2 separate regions of the Mus musculus genome follow, and region 1 is linked to region 2. Evidence: chromatin contacts called from public HiChIP or PLAC-seq data. All regions are on one chromosome and are shown on one strand. The core of a region is the stretch at or near the end of the contact, and the rest is flanking DNA. Distances in the headings are between cores, read along the strand shown.

Evidence for each region. HiChIP or PLAC-seq counts read pairs in DNA pulled down with a chosen protein or histone mark.
Region 1: a CTCF HiChIP or PLAC-seq map of CD8 T cells shows a contact between it and region 2, with 11 read pairs. The contact joins two enhancer-like sites. A contact is called at or near these places in 1 of 15 datasets of contacts at CTCF or cohesin (CD8 T cells), 4 of 484 Hi-C or Micro-C datasets (B cells, CD4 T cells, the CH12 cell line and 1 more) and 1 of 115 datasets of contacts at active chromatin or transcription factors (CD8 T cells).

The regions. Positions count from the first base shown.
Region 1 is chr7:72,342,502-72,347,382 of GRCm38.p6, forward strand. No RefSeq gene overlaps it. Among named protein-coding and RNA genes, the nearest start is that of Gm39035, 38 kb to the left of the region's middle. Within about 2 kb of position 2,065, at least 5 of the 459 cell types and tissues checked have an H3K27ac peak or open chromatin away from gene starts, as enhancers often do. A contact at or near this core is called in CD8 T cells, where this site is marked.
Region 2 is chr7:72,268,719-72,273,091 of GRCm38.p6, forward strand. The region is part of intron 1 of Mctp2 (multiple C2 domains, transmembrane 2); the gene reads right to left. Among named protein-coding and RNA genes, the nearest start is that of Mctp2, 36 kb to the right of the region's middle. Within about 2 kb of position 1,498, at least 37 of the 459 cell types and tissues checked have an H3K27ac peak or open chromatin away from gene starts, as enhancers often do. A contact at or near this core is called in CD8 T cells, where this site is marked.

The sequences.
Region 1 (4,881 bases), core at 815-3,314, 74 kb after region 2:
ATTGTTGTCCTTTATAAGAGTTGCCTTGTTCATGGTGTCTCTTCACAGCAATGAAACCCTAACTAAGACAAATGCTTTGACTTGGCATGACTCTACACCATTTTATGGGTCTGAATAACTGGGAAACTTTACCACTGAGTTGAAAAAGGCATTCCAATAGCACATCTGAGCATTGGGCATAGCTTGTTAATGGAACATTTATATAACATGAGAAACATCATGAATTCCATCTCAACACAAAGAATAAGACAAGAAGGAAAAGAAGAGAGAGGAGGAGGAAGAGGCAAAGGAGAAAAAGGAGGAATAGAAGAAAAGGAGATGGAGGAGAAGGAGGAGGGGGCAAAGGAGGAGGAGGAAGAGGGAGAGGAGGAGACAGGTATCATGATGTGAAAAGCTAGTAGACATGGAAAGATGGCTCAGTAGTTAGAACACATTGTGTTCTTACCCTTGAACCTGAACTCATTTAGCACCACCCACATTGTACGGCTCCCAACTGCCTGTAACTCTAGCTTCTGGGGATCAGAGCCCTCTTCTGGCCTCTTTGGGAATTGTGCTCATGTTCACACTACACACACATAGAAATAATAAAGGCAAGGATGAATGGTGATGATGGTTTATTTAACGAAAGAAAGAGAGGAGACATGCATGAGATTAGAAGAAGAAAGCTTGTTTAAAAGGAATTAAAGACACCAAACAGTATAAGATATTGTGAAATATATGCTTACATTCTTCTTACCTTTCTCTTTTGAGATATATAACAATTTATTTTCAATTGTGCTGGCTATGATGTCAAACACCAGAACTTCTTTCGCCTAAAAAAAACAACATCCCACCTCTTTTAACATACAAAATCTATAAATTCGTCTCTGAAAACTACTGTGTTTCAATTTTATACATTTTTTGTAAATTATCCATCAATAAATTATCATTTATTTCTCATACATGATGACAGTCATCTGCACATTAAAAACAGACATGTCTATTATAGTATAGACACCAGGGAAGCTTTCAACACCAGTTGAAACATCTACATCATCCAGTTGGTTTTCTAGTGTTTTGTTTGTCTGTTTGCTTGATATACATTATTGAAAGCCATTATAAATTTTTGAGAAGGTACTTGACTTAAGAAACTGCACAATAAGTCATATTGTCCATACAAATCAACTCATGTTACTAGACATGAATTTAAAATCCATTATCTGGTAATGGTAATTATTACATTAATTGGTAAGCATCCTAGATATATTTCATAATTTTAATATTGGTATACTTCATATACTTTTGCAGATAGTTTTATTAAGTTTCCATCACTGTAGCAGTTAGTTTGATGTAAAGATTGGACTAAATCTGTGAAAGTCTAGCAAACCTTTACATATTTTATTTTACACACATGAGTATTTGTTTCCATGTATATTCATGCATCATGTGTGGACCTAATGCCCATGATGTCCACAAGAGGGCACTGGTTCCGCCGGAACTGGAGTTAGAGGATGTTGTGATGTGCTACATGGGCTCTGGGAATTGAGTCTAGGTCCTCTGGATGTACAGTTAGTGCTCTAAACCATTAAACTGTCTCTCCAGCACCCCTAAATGATTCAAATTAAATGAATTACCAATGAAAAACCCACTGGCATGCATAATTTTCTATAAATTTTTTCTAAGAAATCTATATTTAAAGCTGTAAAATAATTGTCTCAAATTAAGTCACAAAAGGTAAGAAACATCCATTGAAAGTGTTCTAAAAATAATTTACATTTCAAGCAGTGTGTACATTTCATATATGTCTGCTAACTTAATCTCTTTTTCACTTAAAACCACAAAAGAATACATTATAAAATTACAGAAGAAACATAGCCCACAAAAGGCTGCATACCTTTTACTGGTTTCCATTTCCATTCAGGTCGATATATTTTCTTCTTTCTTTGAGATGCCCTCCTTGGCCTATGCATTATTTAGAAGTGTGTTCTTGGTTTCTAAGTGTTTGGATCGCTTCCTGTTACCTTTCTGTTAATGAGTTTCAGTTTTATTTCGTTGTGGTCAGACAACACATTGTGTCTGACTCCGATGCTTTCAGATTTGCTGAGGCTAATCTGGTTTTCATGAGCAATCAGAGAGTATGGGCAGGGCTAGGGATATAGCTCAGTGATAGAGGACTTGCCTTTTTACCAACCATCACCCACTTTGAAATTGGATTATTTAGGGATGTATTTGTTGTTGAGTTGATTGTTTCTTGCCACATTTGAATATTAACGATGCTGTATCAGATATGTGGCTTGAAAACATTTTCTTCCAAGTGGCAGGTTGCCCCTTTGAATTGTTGATTGTTTACATTGCCAAAGAGACTCTTGTACTTTGTTTATTCCTTCTTGCTTACTCTGTCTTTAGTTACCTGTTCCTTTGGTATTAATACTCAAATAACTGTTTTTCCGATCAATGCAAAGGACTCTGACCCTGTTTGGCTTTGTTGTTTCTTCCTAAGAACTATGTGTTAAGGTCTTTTGTTTGATTCCCCAAGGCATTGTGAGTCGCTGCTTTGTGCATCTGTATTCTGTTATTCTTGTGCATGAAAATACCTAGTTTCCCAGTAATGTATATTGAAGAGATTTTTCATTTTATCTTCTTGATGTCTTTGTCACAATTTAGTTGAACATCTATAAGTGATTTTTATTCCCAGACTCCCTATTTTGTTCTGCTAGTCTATGATGTATATGTTTTACTTCTTTTTTTTTTAAAGCCAGTATCAGGCTGCTTTGATTACTGTAGATTTGTAACTATTGTTGCCTGCATATGAAATGCCCCCAAAAGTCCCTTTCTTGAAGGCTTTGTTCACAATGCAGTATTGTTCAGAGGTGCAGCATCAAGGAAGTGACTGGTTGTTGGGGACATGACTTCCTCATCAGTGGATTCATTCATAAGTCAATGGCATTGTGGGAAAGTGGTAGTAATTAGGTAAGGTCTATTTAAGCCAGTGGTGGCATGCCCTGGGAAGACATACCTTGTCTCTGGCCCTTACTCTCCCTCCTGTGCTTCATGAGGTAGCCTACTCATTCACTATAGTATTCTGTTTAAGTGGTCAAAATCTATGACACCATAAGCCAAGTCAAAATTTGCCTTCCGTAATTAACATGTTTTATCACCATGAGGAACAGCTGAACCTCACGGTGGCATAATCCAAAATCCAAGTCTGTAGTTCCTCTTTTTTTTTTTTTTTGTCAAGGTTTCTTTGTCTGTTGGAAGTTTTTTGAAGTTCTGCATAATTTTTGCTTTATGTATGTATAAATCTATACTAATATTTAATTTCACATAATAAGCTGAATAGAAAAATACGTATGTATTCTATCATCCTATTAGTGACTTTCCCCCTCTCCTGTTGTTTATATATTTAAAATAAATTTCTGATATGGAGAATGGAACCATATTTTGGACCAAAACATCATGATTCATTACTCAATTGCCAGAATTGGTTCCCTAGAGTGTAGACTCTGAAAAATAAAGGGAAAAGGTAGGGCTCTGCAGATTAGCCATTTTACCTAAGTTTACCAAATTGATTTATTTCATTGATCAGAACCCCAGGCTTACAAGGGCCAAATGATGAAACTTTGGCATTGCTACCTCTGCAACAGATCAAACATCCATTTTCACATGGGCTATCTGGTTGGTGGATCAATAATCATTACATGTATTCTCAGGTCTAGAAGGTTATGCCTTCCAGATTTTACACAACTGCTAATAAAAAAACAAGACTTTTCAAGCTGGGCAAAATGGTCCTCACCTGAGATCACCACACCTAAGTGGTAGAGGATTATAAATTCGAGACAAACCAAGATTACATAGTGTGACCTTGTCTCAAACCAAGTACAACAACACAAGTAGCCAATGTGCAAGCCCTGGTGTTTCCTACAATACTAAGGTGATAATGCATGTGAATTATGCTTTCTACGAAGACATTACTGAAATTGGTGGCACCAGAAAAAGCCCTTGATAGATGCAATGGTTGTGAGTCCTCTTTTGTTTTTATTTAACTCTCAAATCTGGCCAGGAGTGATCAATTTTGCATTGGCCATAGAAAATGAAAATGAATTATCCTAAGCTGCACAGGTAATGACTCCAATTGCATTTATTATTTAGGTGTGATCTATTTCAAGAAGGAAATCAATAGAAGTCCTCTTATTGATTCAGTGCAATGCAGTTAATTTCACCTGGCTGAGGATCTAAGAGTACATCTTAACTATCTCTCCCCAGGATAAATTCAGCTGCTTCTATACCATAATTTAGCCTACATAGCTATGACTGTCTTGCTTGTTCAGGAGACACAGTACACAGGTCTGATACACCAGTGATGTCAGCCATTAGACCCTGAGAAGGAATGCTTTGGTCTTCCAAGAATCCATGTATGTCATGGAATAGAAGGTAAATTATACAAAAATATAACAGCATCAAAGGCACCAATAGGCAAAGGCACATCGGTACATTTTTCCAAATTAGAAGACAAGTTATACTACTTTGCACTGGGTACTTTTATAAACACAACCGACACGTGGAAGCACACTTAAAATAATCAGGAGTACATCTGCAGCTGGGTGAAATACATGATCATGTTCTAAACACCAGGAACTGTGAATGGGACCCACGTAGAACAGGGGATCTTTTTACGGGAAACTAAGTTGAAGATCTTGAAAAGAGATCATTCTACACTTAGGGCCTGCCACTCTAAATCTTCAAGAAAATACTCTTATAATTAAAGGGGAAGTTAACCACATTCATAAGGCAGAAGTCAGTATGGATGGTAAAACATCCACAAGCGAGCTAATGCCGAAGATGGCAGGTGGTCTCCAAAAGCTAGAAACACACTATTCCTTTGACCCTCATTTGGGAACCATT
Region 2 (4,373 bases), core at 248-2,747:
ATAGGAAACTGCCTTTGTATATAGACTCTAATTCCATTCATCTTACTGAAATTATTTTAACACTAATAATTCACCTATAAGCCAAAATCTTCTCTAGTTTCTAGGATAGACAATTATCTTAGTTTCTTTTCCTACCTATTGCTATGAAAAGCACCCTAACAAAACAACTCAAGGGAAGGGGTGTTTGAGTTCATCAATCAAGGGTGCAGTCTCCTGTGCTGGTAAAGTCAAGGAGCCAGGGGCATGAAGCAGCTGGCCATATCCTAAGCATCATTTACAAGCAGAGAGATATGGATGCCGGTGCTCAGCCTCAGTGGTGCTCTACCCTCCCAGGGTGGATATGTCAAGTTAATTAACCAAAGCAACACAATCCCAGAGGCTATATAATGGCACACACATGTCTCTCAGAAGATCCTAGATTCTGTCCACTTGACAGTTAACCACCATGAACAAGTTGTTTCCAAGTGACAATCATTTCATTTAGCTTTTTTTCAGGCCTGGTTATTTTTTTTTCCCATTCCACATGATTATAGCATCACATCCAATTGCAACAGACATTCTGCCAGGAAGCACCTGAATGTCCATTGAGGCATCTCAAGGTAAGGAGATAAACTTAGCCTAGCAATCCACAAGGTAAACAAGGACTGAGTTGCCAAAACAGTTTTCTTCCATTTGTTTAGGTGTTTCCATGGCTGACCATTTGGTACAAAGCAACCGATTGCTGTGTTCTTCCCCAGAGAAGACAACCTCTACTGCTCCCAGCTTTTCTTGGTTGCTTAGAATTCTTTGTGTAAGACTGGGTCCCTAAACATTATATGAACTTAGCAGGTTATGTTTAAGAATATCTATATCTGATATATAGAGATATATAATATATGTATATGTAAACATACACATATATACATAATAATAATAGATGAATTTGAAAAGCTTGAAAAAAAAGAATTTAGAGGAGGTAAAGGGGAGAGAGGAATGTTGCAATTATATAATAAATCTCAAAACTTAAATAAGTAAAAAGAAAACATGCCCAGGTACATATATGCATACCATAAACATACAAGGCATTTTATATATTTTTTCTCCAGTTAGAATGTACTATTGATATAAACATTATCCAGGATTAAGTAATGATACAATTTAACAAGCAATTTGGAAATTGATTGTAGAACACAGAGATGGTTCATGTCTAGAAATTAATGATGGCGAGATTGGCATGCAAGAAAACCACAGATGAATATCTACACTAAAAGTTGACATGAGCTTTAAAGAACTAGCACTTAATGGCCAGTTGTGACAGAATAAACTCAGAAACGAAACTATAAAGACTTAGAAGAAAAGAAAAAAAGGTGTGGTATCCCTATGACAAGTAGAATCTAAACTAGGAGCCGTAAAGGAAGGGTATTTTATAGAGGAAGTGGTGAGCAGCATCGAGTGTTACACACAGACAAAGTGACAATAATCTTAAAAGTATTCATCTGAGAAAATGAAAAGAATCAGTAGTCATGGGATGAGTCATCTTGACGATGCGAAGCAGAAAATCATCTGTGAGTGATGTACACTGAGACTACTGTGGACAAGGTGAGAAGAAAGGCAATGATTAAACGACACTCAAAACCTAGGCTGAAGAGGAAGGGAAATGTAGGTGGCTTGGGGATGCATGAGTATGTTCAAGATAGATAGAAGAAGCTCTTACATTAAAGGCACATATAAGTTTAATGCAGGGTTCAACCAGCAATCTCTGACTCAATAAACTCCCCAATCCAACATAAACACATACAGATTTTTACTTCCTTCTTCAAAGCTACTATCAGCTGTCCAGCTACTGTCTCAATCTTTATTTTAGTCAAGCACTGTCCAACAATCAATTGTATGGTATTAATCAAGCGTAAGAGAAGTAATTCAATTCTTTGTATCATTGCATCTATTTGCTTCATTGGCTTCCTGTAATACACACACACACACACACACACACACACAAAATCACTTAGTTACTGCATTACAAAGCAACTGCAAACCTCAAAACTCCAGTATAATATACTATTGTATCAAAAAGTTTCATTTGTGTGATGGTTAATTCCCTCATGTGCTGGTTAATCTTAATAGTTAATGTGATTATATATTTGAACCACCTAGAAGACACACTTCCAGCATGTACAGAATGGTTCTGGATATTTAGCAGTGGTTGAAAGACACACCCTGAATGGGTAATTTGTTTAGATGCAAAGGAATATGTAAACTATTAGTTTTACCATCTACATTAAAAATTATTTAACTGAAAGAGAAATAACTTTTATAAACACATTCTTTCACACAAATTCATGCCCCAAACAATCATACACAACCAAGCCCTATCATTAAATCATAATTTATTCCATCCTGTTACTAAATAATCTATTTGTTTAATAAACATTGTTAGTATCTAAGTAATGAGGGAATATTCCCCCTTTAGGGATATTTCAGGGAACAAAACAGACTTTTTGGTTTCATAAAATTAATATTCTCCTTAGAAGGGTCAGACAATAAGTAGATACATATTTAATGTCAGGTGATGGGAATAGACAAACACAACAGCAGAGGAGCTAGAATGTCTGTGGATAAACAAGTTGCCAGGTTGCCACTTCTCTTCTATCCATTGGGAAAGCATCCCTTGTATGAAGTCCCTCCGTAGAAAGACATGAGGGAGAGCTGTAAAAGTCAGGAGCATTCTGTGCACAGAAAGATCCAAGCAGATGGACAGGGACAGTGGAAAGCTAGAGGAACTTCAATCGGGTAAGTGTGCTCAGAGCACAGGCTGGCAGGGGAACCAGCACAAAGGCCTCCAAGAAGAGTAAGAGAAAGGATACAGCATGTCCCTGGGAGCCAGCCTGAAGACACTCACTATCATACAGGATGGGCAGGAAAGCCACTAGAGCAATGAAAATTGTACCCAGGATGCTTTGCTAGCCCCTGCTCTGAATCCTTCCCTGTGTTCACTGTTCTGCGCGGATTAACAATTCCCCTAAACCACTGCACCCACTCGATTCTTTTACGCCAGCTTTACAGATGAGGAAGCTCTGATTTGATCGCAGTCACAGTGCCAGAACTTGACCCCGGGCTTATCTAGCTCAGCATTGCCCAATAGTGGTCATTGTTGGCCCTGGGGCTTGAGTAGCCTTTATTGTGTAGGCATGTCCTATATGATGAACTTGTCAACAGTCCTCATCTCTTTGAAATCAAGAGTATTCCTGTCACAGTGACAATCAAAGACAGTATCCATGATTTTTAAAGTCGCCAATGTGATCGCTAGCTGGAGCTACCAGGACTCTTCCCCACTCAAACTGTCACTTGGCAATGCCTCTGTCACTTTGTTCTGCCAGCAAGAGAGAAGGATGGAGGCAGGACTCTTAGGAAGATGTATAAATGAACAAGCCGCTATAAAGGAGGCCTATTTCCCCCATCTGTTTAGACTTTTATGTTTATTTACCACAAACTGCAATGGGATACTGTTATTTTCAAGCAAGTAATGAAACACAGTTTTCCCTCTCAGAGAGGAATATATTAAGTTCTAGAAGGAGAGCAGAGCCCTGAGAGTCCTTGTAGTATTAAGAACCTACTGTTGATGTGGCAATTTAAGAAATAGGCCTGGCACAAATAAAGCAAAAAAAAAAAAAAAAAAAAAAAAATTATTCAGAACTCTAAGTATATTAAAGTATGTTTTTTATTTTTTTTTATTATTTTCTTCACTTACATTTCAAATGCTATCCCAAAAGTCCCCTATACCCTCCCCTCCCCCTGCCCTGCTCCCCTACCCACTCACTCCCACTTCTTGGCCCTGGCGTTCCCCTGTACTGGGGCATATAAAGTTTGCTAGACCAAGGGGCCTCTCTTCCCAATGATGACCGACTAGGCCATCTTCTGCTACATATGCAGCTAGAGACATGAGATCTGGGAGTACTGGTTAGTTCATATTGTTGTTCCACCTATAGGATTGCAGACCCCCTCAAGCTCTTGGGTACTTTCTCTATTTCCTACACTGGGGGCCCTGTGTTCCATCCTATAGATGACTGTGAGCATCCACTTCTGTATTTGCCAGGCACTGGCAAAGCCTCACAGGAGACAGCTATATCAGGGTCCTTTCAGCAAAATCTTGCTGGCGTATGCAAAAGTGTCTGGGTTTGGTGGCTGATTAAGTAGCAGAAAATACTAGAGAACTCTGTAGCAAAAATGAGTCTAATAAAACCCAGACAAAGCTGTCATGTTCATGGAAGAAAGGCGGGGGGGGGGGGGTAGTCATGAGCTCTCTGATTTCCAGAATTTATGACAATCACCAAAAACACGACTCCAGATACACAGTTGTAAGTATATATCTATATTGGCATATGCTTAGCATCAGT